Linked DNA regions of Mus musculus: region 1 is linked to region 2. The links are chromatin contacts, called in public HiChIP or PLAC-seq maps. All regions are on one chromosome and are shown on one strand. Each heading gives the region's core, a stretch centred on a gene start, on an enhancer-like site or on the middle of the called end of the contact. The rest is flanking DNA. Distances are from core to core; before and after follow the strand shown.

Region 1 (5,808 bases), core at 1,173-3,672, 85 kb before region 2:
GACATGAAGGTATGGAGCTGAAGGTGTGGAGCTGAGGGGTAAATATATAAAAATAGAGCAGGAGGAATGGGGTGAATAACATGAAAATATATTGCATGAAATTCTCAAGGAATTGATAAAAAATATTACATTAAAATTTTAAGCTGGGTATGGTCGTGCCCAGTTTTAATTCTTGCATGTGGGACACAGAAGCAGGCAGATTGTTGTCAGTTTGAAGACAGCCTGATTGACATAAGTTAATTCCAGACCAGCCAGGGCTACATACTGATACATTGTCCAAAAAAAAATTAAATTAAAAAAAGACTAATGGCTTCATCAGTCTAACAAGACTCGATTCTAGAAATCATTGTTTGAGAGTTTTGTATACAAATAGGGTATATTTTAATCCAGTTCATCTCTAAGTGCATCCATTCTGAGGACTCTCACCACCCCTCCCACTTACCACTTTTCCTTCCCAACTTCATGAACTCTGTTTTAAAAAGATTTATTTCTTTTTCTTTTATGTGTATGAGTGTTTTGTGTGTATGTCTGACTGGGAACCATGTGCATGAAGTGCCTGCAGAGGCCAGAAAAGGCTATTGGATCCTCTGGGACTAGAATTAGCTACCATGTAGGTGCTGGAACTGAATCTCCATCTTCTGCATGAACAACAAGTGTTAGAGCTGAGCCATCTTCCAATACATTCATTTACCCTTTTTTTTTCTTTTAAAACCCATTCAATCCAACTAATGCTACCAATATGTACATAGTTTTAGGGCCATCTTCTGACACATGGGCACTGCCAGGGGGCATATTACATGAAGCTTGACTCTGTCTCTTAGCAGCCAGCAGTTTCTAATTGTTCTTCAGCTATGGGTATGAACTTTGTGAACCCCTCTCCCACGCACTGCTGCTCTAATCAATTCTGGAACTTTTACTGGAATAATTGGGAAAGAGGTTTCTTCCCACTAAATATATATTTATTAAATTATCAGGGCCATGCTCATCTTTGTAGAAGAACCAGCTGTGCTATTAAAGTTTGGGTTTTCTCACTTACAATCAAAAATCCTAAAAATATGTTTTGAGATAGAAAGCCCTTACTTCTTCCTCATCAACCATTAATTCTCTAAAAGCAACCTCTTTGTAAGGTTACCCTAAGTGCAGGGGCAGGTCATGGCCTGAAGGACTTAAGCTGCTTTGACACTGGTTTGCTGTCTTTACTCCTCCTCTTCCTCCTTCATTGAATTCTTCCAATAAAACTTCTGCTTTACTCCTGTGTGAATCCCCTTAACCTGGTGCTTCTATCACTAGCATTGCCAATGCTGTTGCTGATCCAGGCTTCTGGAATGAAGGGACACTATTTCCTTTGTAAATTTCATTTTCCCAGATGACAATCTCTTTGTCTATCCAGGGCACTTCCTTTGATTAAATTACTTTGGACTAAATATCATATGGCTTTTAAAAGACTAGAGTCCATGATTTATTATACTTGGCACTTTGTAATTTCACACACAGACACACTGTGTATGCACACACACACACACACACACACACACACACTATATGTGTGTCAGCAAATGAGTAAAAGTTATTTAGATAGCTTCATATAGAATTTAAAGAGCTATAGAAAAATGCTACTATTTCCTGTGTTTAATTATGATGAATAGTATCTTTCATTGTCTTCTTGGTATGTCCTTTCTTTGTGTCATGGCATATACTAGTGCTATAGTCACTGAAAAGTGAAGAGTGAAAACAGTGAACCAAAAGAACAGTCCCAGATGCACATGGATGAAATAGCTTGCTGAGTGACTTAGACATGGTACTTCATTTTTCATTCTTTAGCCCACATAGGTGTCACCTCTTTCATTTCCTGTCTTTATCACATGGCTTTATAAAGAACAAATGAATTCATGCTTGGAAAGTACATCACAAGGCTCTCCCAGAACAAATAGGAAATGGTAGTGACCTGTGGTTGTTCTTAGGACTGTCAGACTGATGCAAGCTTCTTGTCGCTGTCACCGTGCTTAAGGGGTGAACTCATTCCTCAAAAAAAAAAAAAAAAAAAAAAAAAAAAAAAAAAAAAAAAATCAAGAAGCGAGTTGGAACTCATTCCACAAGAAACTCCTCAAGAATAGAGCTCACAGAAAACCCAGATACCAGACACGGGCAACAAGAAAAGCAACAAAGAATGGAGCACTGTGACTCCCCTGCTTGCTTGTTTACTTGGCCTAAAGATTATAGTCCTGCTCAACAAGAACTGAATATCTACCAGATGCCAAACTAATCTCATTATCTTTCTTCTCTTTCTAAGTATATTTCTCCTAGCGTCTATCTCTGCAGTTAAGCTACTGTGACCAGAATCCTACTAATCAGCCCTGACTTCTTCACTTGTCATATTTATTCTATCACCTTGATTTAGTTTGCATATGAAATCGTCCCCCTACTGGCTTATGTGATGAATTCTTGGTGTTATTTCAGGTGGCCACAGAAGCTTCATGAGTAACTAGTGTACTAGGTGATAGGTATTTTGGACTATCACAGTCCCTTTTCTTACCTCTGTCTCTCTGCTTTAATGTGAACCACTCCCCTCTGTCACATGGTCCTGATACCTTGATCTTCCCAGTCAAGTGTGTCTATGCAAGCATTGACTGAAGTCTCTGAAACTGGGAATGAAGACATATCATTTTTGTCTCATAAGTTGTTCCTACTGAGTATTTGTTCACAGAGGTGATAAAAGTATTGATAAATACATCAGCTTTTGCAGACTACTATTGTTCTTTTTTTACTGATTTGTGTGTGTGTGTATACATGTGAGTGCAGGTACCCATAGAAGCCAGAAGAAAATACAGATTTCCTGGAGCTAGAGACATATTCATCATGACCTGCCCAACGTGAATACTGGGAAGCAATCTCCAGTCTTTTGAAAGAGTAGCAAGCACTCTTGGCTGCTAAACCATCACTCCAGCACCTCAAATGCCCTGTTAAGTTTGATTCAATTTTCTGTAATAGGTGGCCAGTTAGGCCCTTACTTCTGTTCCTAAATCTACCAGTGCAGTTCCATAATATTGCCAGCAATATGTTTCAAAATGCAAATCTTAACATTCACACCTCCAGCTTAGAACACTTAAATGACTTGCAGTTGCTTCAGGGGATAATGTTCTAATTCCTTAATGTGACCCATAAGGCCATGTGTAGTCTGTTCCCTCTCTGTCCTTATAACATAATGTCAGGCTGTGTTCTCAGCTCTGTGTATTGTAATCACATTAACTTTTTTTCCATATCTTTTCCGATTTCAGAGCCTTACGTTTACTTGAGAGACATCTCCAAACCCTCACTCCTCTGTGATCAAATTCCTGTCATTTCTATCCTCAATTTCTCTTCCTATCATTTTATTTAGAGACTCTTTTTGTACGAATGATCAGATTAAGGATCCCTCCCTCTCCTTCTCCCCCTCCCCCTCCCTCTCCCCCTCCCTCCTGCTCTCCCTCTTTCCTATGTCTACCCCTCTGCCTCCCCCTCTGCCTCTCCATCTCCCTCTCTCTCATCTCCTTAACAGTCCCTTAGAGATCCTTTTCAGCATTTTAAAAGTGGAATCAAATGAAATGCTCACTTAGCTGATACTTTCCACCCACAGCCCTCCCCATCTCAAGTCTCACCTTAGTTTTCCCTTGTCTGAGTTTGTGGGTTTGGGTTATGGTGTAGTAGGGGCTTGGCACAGAACTGGGGTACACTGACCTAATTAAATCTTACTAGGTGACTAAAGCATACAACTTCTATTCCCTCTGCTACTGTAGCTCTGAAGCTGAGGGAGAGTACCATAGAAATCTATTGAACCCAAAGAATACATTCTTTGCCTTGGGTCTTCTACTTCTATCCCAATTCAGGCCATTACTATCTCTCTTATACAGCTGCCATTTAGCAAGTATACTGTGCCCACTAGAGCCAGCGCTTTCATCCCACTACCATACTTATGCTTATGCTGTTCATCCCACTCAGAATGCCCTTTTCTGGTATGGCATCCCATTTTCACTCATTTCTGAAGACATGTCTTACCCGATAACCTTTGATTTTACTCAAATGTTATTTGTTTCATTCTGATCTCCACTTACAGTTTTTCAATACTTACTTCTGTTTTCTCAGTACTTTGGATTCCATAGTTTAGCTATAGATGGATATGCTATCTCCACAACCAGCTTGTATTAGGACAGTATTTGTAAAAGGCTATCATTATAACCATATGGTGCTCTATAAGGTGTTTGCTACATCAAAGTGACTATTTGTGGGGTGAATATTTTCTCCAAAATTTATCCTGAATCTTAGTTTCATCACACTCTTAGGTACTAGAGGGTAGAATTTCAACACAGGAGATATATGTGTGCACACATGCACATGTGTGCATGTGTGTACATATGGGATGGAATGAATACAAAGAACAACATGTGTAGGAACTCAGTGGCTTCTTTTTTGATTGTTGATATTGCCAGTTTACCATGTGGTTTTGGGCGGTCACTTGCAGTCTCTAAGACTCAGTTTCCCTGCCTTAGAGTCTAAAGCCACTTCCAGTCCATCAAATATTAATCACTTGGTAAGTTCATGATATTGAGAGAAATGATACCAGATCCCACATCAGTCAAGGCTACTCCTATAATTATTTTGTCAGGGTGCTAGCTGACATTTGTTTGTACCCATACCACCAATTTTGTCATCTTAGGTTCCCTAACTGTTGTAGCTCACAGCCAATGATTGTTCATAAAATGTTACAGGAAATGGAAAAATCTTTGAGAGTAGGTACAATATGGTTTCTCTTCTTAAAAGCCACAACAAGGTGGGTAGAGGAATGTGTCAGTGGTCAGTGGCTAAGAACAGGTACTGAAGAGACCCTACTTTAGTTCCTAGCATTCGTGTCTGGGGCCTCACAACTGCCTGTAACTGTAGCTCTAGGAGATCCAATGCACTCTTTTAGCCTCTGAGGACACTGAATGCAGATGTACAAACTATGTTCTCACATGCATACACATACTTATAAATAGAAATGAGTCTTGGAGCAAGAAAGATGCCAAAGTGGTTAAGAGTGCTTTTTGCTCTCCTATAGGACCTAAGTATAATTCCCCAAACAGAAATGACAGTTCACAACTGTCTGTGACTCTATTTTCTGAGGAGCTGACACCCTCTTCTAGCCTTTGCAGGCACCAGGCATGCATATGGTAGAGAGACACAAGCACACATAAAACAAACAAAATATGTAATTTTTAAAAATAAACAAAGATATAAATCTATTAAGGAAAATTTCAAGTACATGAAAAATTAAAGAGCAAAGTACAAAACACTTGTGTTTATTATTGGGAAACAGCAGTCATTGACTGAAGGGGCACTTCTGTTTCATGTGTTCATTTATCTATTCCCTTCAATCTCAGCAATCATATCATTTCACCTATAACTACTGGGTCTGTGTCTTTAAATGGTAAAATAATTTTAACATGGTAGTTTTATCACATCTAAAAATTAATAGTTCCTTCACTATTAAATAAATAGCAACAGTAAAATTATCCCTTTTATTTCATATATATGCTCTTGCATTTGGTGTGGTTGATTCATGAGCCAAACAGGATCCACACATTGTAGGTATCTGATCCATTTCCCAAGTCTTTTATAATTAAGGATTTCTCCATTTCTATTCTGTTTCCTTGGCATTTATTTGTTTAAAGCACTGGACAGGTTAACATACTCAGTTACGGGTGAGAAGCCCAAAAGGATCATCAGATTTCTATGAGGTAAATGGGAATGAACAAGTGAGCAAAGAAACACAGCCCCATCCTCCTAGCACAGTGC
Region 2 (6,051 bases), core at 2,645-5,144:
ATAAAGCTCAGTGGTAGAGTGCTTGCTTAACTTACACAGGCTCTGTGTTCAATTACCAGTGCCAAGGGGAGGGCAACAAAACTTACACTGCTAAGCCCTGTCTTTGACACTGTGTTGTTACATTTTGTCCTTCATAGCTTTGAGTAATTCTCTAAGTACCAAGTTTTCTTTTCATTCAAAAATCTATCAGAGCTACCACTTGCCTGTTTTTCTTCAGCCTTCAGCTTATGTTCTATATGAATAAAGACAGCCACCATCACAATGAAAGCAAGGCACATTTGGTGAATGCTCATTCTGTTCTTTCTCTATACTAATGCATTTAAACTTTATAGCAACAATTGAGACAGGGATTATCTCTGCTGCTTCAAAGATGGGGAGGAAGGCAAGGGTCAAAGAGATAACACTGGTCACAGGTCTTGAAAGTAACTGAACTATGAGCTAAGTATAGGCAGTCCTTGTTCTTAACCTTTGTACACCTGAAAGTCTAAAGCCACCTGTTCTAAAAACTATTAAGAAATAAAGATGTGCTATTTAGAAATAAGTTTTGAAGAACTGTGTACTTAATTGAGGTATTCTTGGAAAGAATTTTGTTACTCTCTAAAATTTTACACTTTGTCTATTTGATTGTCTGTGATGCCATTTATGTTTTTATGTGGTGATATTTTTATCATTTTCTCTTTCAGTTGTCATTTTTATCCACAGAACCTGTAACTGATTATCTGTGCTATTTTCTCACTTGACAACTAAAATATTGACAATAAACATCTCAGTCATTGCTTACAGCTTGGAAAAATGTGATGAAACACATTTATCACAAGTAAGTTTGGAAACAGATGTACTTCTAAAGAACCAGTGTTTACAGTACCAGTTTAGGGCTCATAGAAGACATGGGTTGTCTCACCTTCACACTCGGCTCCTCTGGCAGAACATGTATTTGAAGTCTTGAAATGCCTCTGCTCAACCTTAAGTCCAGAGACCTCTTCTTCTGACCCTGAGATAATCAGTGTGATTCCCAAATTGTATCAAGACCATGGCCTTGTGTTTACAGACCATAACATTCACTGAACTGCATTGTCAGACACTTGCTTTGAGATAGTTATTGTCCCTGCTATGTGCCTTTTAGGAATCTGACAACTTGGTAGAATACATTTGATATCCGTCTTCACGGTTGTGATGGTTAACCTTTACTGTAAATTCAAGTAGACCAAGAAAGCTCTAGAGAGTCATTAAAATACATCTCTGGCCTTGTCACTTTGAGTTCAGCATTTTCTCAACTAATGATTGATGGAGGAGGGCCAGTTCCCTGTGAATGGTGCTGTCTCTAGGCTGGTGGTCCCGAGTTCTATAAGAAAGCAGGCTCACCAAGCCATGGGGAACAAGCCAGTAATCAGTATCCCTCCATGGCCTCTACATCATCACCTGCCTCCAGGTTCCTGCCCTGAATGAGTCCTTGTCCTCACTGCTTTTGATAGTGAACTGTTGAATGGATCTGTGAGTAAAATAAACCATTTCCTCCCCAAGTTGCTTTCGACCATGGTGTTTCATCATAGCAATTGTAACCTTAACTAAGGCTATAAGCTCACCCGAAGAGCTGGCTGATGGGTAAGCAGTGGTCAAGTGTAGAGTTCTTCTGTGAGGACAAGATAGGAATAAAAATTGGTTCCTTGTTGTTTGGATCAACCAACATGGTGGTATGACTTACCAGGAACAGGTGACACAGGACAGCTTGTGCTGAGAGGTAGGTAAAATGTCTCAGTTTGAACTAGCATTGATTTGGAAAAGCACTTCAGAGATAATGTTTGTGACACTCTTCTCAGTAAGAGATCTGTCTTTAAAGTTCAGATAGGATAGAATGATTATGATACACAGAAAGAAAACAGTATAATATTTAAAGAAGAAAGGTGTGGTCCGGTGCAATCACTTTTACCTTAGTGCTTTTGTATACTTTTCTCCAGTGCATAGACCTCTCTTCTTACTCCATTCCTCTGTATCTTTTACATTGTGCAGTGTACCTTATTTTCTTTGGTGACATAGCATCCAGTATCTACCCTGGCATGTTATTCTACAAAGTCATTGGTTAAATTAATAAATGAATAAACTTAAAATGAACCCACAAAATGAGGTCTTCCAATGTTTAGATTATCTTTTTTTTCCCCTAGGTACATGTAAGTTAATTTAAGGTGAGCAGGAAACATTTCCCCTTGTTGATACCTATTGTGGGATTCTGAAAGTCTGGAGACTTCATACTTTTCATTGAGTCCTTTAATGGACTTCCATCTGCTGAGACCTGATGAGCATAGCTGGGCCTCTGGCACACACCTAATCTCTAAATGGTAAAGTGGCCTATGATTCAGTTTTCAGTCAGCTAAGTGGTTGCCTTCAGAGAATGGAAGGAATCCCAAAGAGGATGTGGCACTCTCTGCATAAATCACCCATGAACCAATGAATGCCTCTTGAGAACTTTTGCAAACTTATTCAGCATGTGTCAAGAGCATCTTTGGATTTTTCTTCTCTCTAGCCACACTATTTTTGCTACCTCTTTTGACTTGTTTGCTGCTCTTACATTCTTCCCAAATAGCCACTTGTGCTATGAAGACAGTGGCATGGTATGTATATTAGGCATCCAGGAAATCAAATTCTATCTTTATTGCTGTGGTTCTGAATATGCTCTCTAACCCCTCAGAGCCTGTTTTTTATCTGTTAACAATTATACTAAGGATGTTTTGGTTGCAGGATCATTGTGAAAAGCCATGGGATAACATAAGTGATTGGTCTGTCTCATTGTCTGCCACTCACTCATTCTTCATGCACTGGTGCATGAATGAGTATTCTGTGTCAGGAGCAGTCCTGGGAATTATGGATTGTAAAGACAAGAGATGACATAGAAGGCCTGCTAGCTCTCTTTTGAAAGGCTAGCTGACATGATTGTTTGTTGGCTGGCACCTGAGAATTTGAATTTCAGAAGCCTCTCAACCGTTTTCTAATGGCACAGTGTCTGAATTGTCGGAGCACACAATGTGGCTCATGCAGAACACTTCCTTTCATTTGCGGCGTCTGGGACTTTGCTATATGCTTGGCACAAAGTATCTGTATGGCCAGCGTCTGCCTGCCAAATCCTCGAGCACCGAGTTTCATGAGTGTGCCTGACATTTCATAGGTGTCACCACACTTTGCTGTAGGAATTAAGTTTCTCTTGTGTGGCTTCACTGGAAGAGAGCCCTGAGAAGCTTCCCCCTGTCTCATCCAGGTTTTGCTTTATGTGCATTTTGCCCTCTATTGATTTTGCTTTGTGTGGCTTGGCCGAATACATTGTAGATGTGGGTGTGACAATTTCCTCAATTCTGTGAATCCTAGTGAATCACAAAACCTTGGAGGGGCTGCTTTTGAGTCTTCTAATGTGTGGTTATAGATTTCAATATAGACATTTCCTTTTCCATTCACAAAGTTCACACTAGTTAGAAGGCCTTCTATATAAGCAGGAAATTACAATCTAGTGAGTGGAGTTTTATGACCTTGAGTAGCACACAGTAGGATCATTTGTCCCAGCTCTGGTAAGGAGAAACAGAAAGAGTTTTTCAAAGACATGGGTATTTTCCATTTAATTTTAATGACTTTATGCTTAATTGCTTATCATATGTGTTCTGTCTCAAACTACTCTAGGTTGTATATTATAGTCTCAACAGTGACCCACAAAGTCCTTTTACTTAAGGAAAGCTAGGCTGTTGATAAGTTGTCCTTTGTAGAAATCATGATACTAGTTGACAACTATGAGTATGTGAGGAAGTTATTTTGCATTTAGGACTGAAATCAGGTAAAGTGGTTGTGTGGGAGGTAGAGTTTAAGTGTGCTCATATTTAACCACAACAGGAAAACCACTAAGACGAAGCAGCATGAGCAAAGTTCCAGTGCCAAGCAAAGAGTGGCACCGGTCCACGTGGGGTTTTTGGCATGTGTTCTGTATAACCCGAGAAAGACAGTCTCTGCCTATGGTCCTTTGAAATGTATACAGTAGCCACTGAACCAGTCCTCTCACAAGCTGCATCTTAGTCATCTGTAATTTCTGTGATCCAGCTTCCTATTAACATTTTGATTTTTATTCTTTAAGGCTTACCTTCAACTTGAATAGCCTTCTGCTGATGCAGATTTGTCCTTGCCTGGGACACCTCTTCTAGAAGCCAGGCAGCCTTATCTTTGGAAATCTTCTCTGGTTATTTATCAACAGTATTTTCTGAAGTATAATTAATGGAAAATGCTAGTTCTTCAACATGTTGAGCAATGAAGGGTTACATGGCCAAACACTGGGAACTAGTGGCTTGCAATCTCTGTCAGTCACTAAGAAATCCAAGAACATTGTCAATGAAAACACCTTTGTATAACCTGAAATTATAAATATGTATTTGTCCACAGTAACAGTTCTTTTCCACCAAGAAGTGCATGGCCTTTTCTCTTATGGACCATAGCTGTTTACTTAGAAATGTGTATATATTTCAATTGTATTCTTATTCTGCTAACCAGAGATCTTACTGTATTAGTCACATCCAATGTCATGAATTCCTACATTTGATTAAAATTAACACATTGAAATATTTTGCTTAAACTAAGTGTCATTCTTATGTTAAATAACAACATTAGAGAATTAACTAATGGCATTTAATATTCCTTTGGAAAAAATTCCCATAATTAAGATTAGGATCTAAAAAGTAAAACATATATTTCTTAGAGTCCTCTTGCTCTTATTTTAATTAAAAAAAGACAACATAAATTTCAAGATAATCACATTATTCACTCAGAATATGATGATCAAACTTCTTCACAAATGTGTACAGCCCATTCTTAAAATTAATACTATGCACAGAATACAATACATACTTTGTAAATATGAAAAGATAAAAATACCAAGAAAGCATTCGTTTATTGAAGCCATACTAAGAGATGAATAGCAAATTAACATCATACTCATAATAAAACCTAACGCCTTGATTATGAGAGAATTATGGAACCAATACCTCATACTTTTCAGAAAGACAAGCAATTTTTTGAACTTTTATGAGTTTAGTATAACAATATAATATGGGGAGTTGCTCACATGGTGCTTAGAGGAAGATGGGTTTCATTAGATGTTTGTTTTTTCATGAAGGAAAGGTAATACATAATGAATTGTGCTTACACCTCCTGTCTTTATGTAGGGGCAGTGCCAGAAGGCAGAAACAGTGGGTGGATGAATAATAAGCCTACAAGCTAAAATGAACCTCTGGAAAAAAGCTGATAAAGTATATAGATGATTAAAAAAAATAAAAGTTGCAACTGTGTGCTGAACTCTAAAAGGAGGAGGAAACAGAATCATTAGCTTAAGGATGGGATGGAAAGCCTGGCAAGCAATGGAAAAGACTCGGAAGTATGAAGAGAAAGAGTGGTTTCTATTGTATGCTAATAAATCAGATAAATCAGAATGAGCATGAATGTCTCCCTGCAAAATTATAAACCATAAAATCTCATGCAAGATTAAGTAGGAAACATGAATAAATCAATCCCAGAGAATAACATACAAGAAGTCATTGAATTATTACCAAGCAACCAACAAAGCCGATGGATATTTAGCCATAGTAGATTAATATAAAAGTCCAAGGGCCAGAGCAGTGCTAATAATGATTTTATACTGTGTACTATGGTTGATTAATTGGCTGTCTCTGCTGCCACCACTCTCTCCTCTCCTTCTGCCTCCTACTCTGGTCCATTCTCCAGCTGTTCCCCCTTTTCTCTTTCTTCACTCTCTCCCCCTCTTACATACATACACACACACACACACACACACACACACACACACACACACACACACCTCTGCATACATAAGTTCTAAACCATTTACTAATTATATATGGGGCTATTGGGATATTAGTAAAATCACATTATAGCTGATAAATAGGTTCATGAAAGTTCAGCGACTTGCCTTAATAACATAGCAAATAAATGAAGGAGCTAACATCTGAGTCCAGAGATCTGAGAATAAAAACTTCAGTTTTTTTCCTATGCCATATTTTTCTATGAGAAAAA

Evidence for each region. HiChIP or PLAC-seq counts read pairs in DNA pulled down with a chosen protein or histone mark.
Region 1: a BATF HiChIP or PLAC-seq map of CD8 T cells shows a contact between it and region 2, with 13 read pairs. The contact joins two enhancer-like sites. A contact is called at or near these places in 1 of 15 datasets of contacts at CTCF or cohesin (CD8 T cells), 16 of 484 Hi-C or Micro-C datasets (CD4 T cells, CD8 T cells, Th17 cells and 6 more) and 1 of 115 datasets of contacts at active chromatin or transcription factors (CD8 T cells).

The regions. Positions count from the first base shown.
Region 1 is chrX:59,589,750-59,595,557 of GRCm38.p6, reverse strand. The region is part of intron 1 of Gm36631 (a long non-coding RNA gene); the gene reads right to left. Among named protein-coding and RNA genes, the nearest start is that of Gm36631, 3.4 kb to the right of the region's middle. Within about 2 kb of position 2,422, at least 2 of the 459 cell types and tissues checked have an H3K27ac peak or open chromatin away from gene starts, as enhancers often do. A contact at or near this core is called in CD8 T cells, where this site is marked.
Region 2 is chrX:59,506,319-59,512,369 of GRCm38.p6, reverse strand. It overlaps a transcript of Fgf13 not described here. Among named protein-coding and RNA genes, the nearest start is that of Gm36631, 80 kb to the left of the region's middle. Within about 2 kb of position 3,894, at least 8 of the 459 cell types and tissues checked have an H3K27ac peak or open chromatin away from gene starts, as enhancers often do. A contact at or near this core is called in CD8 T cells, where this site is marked.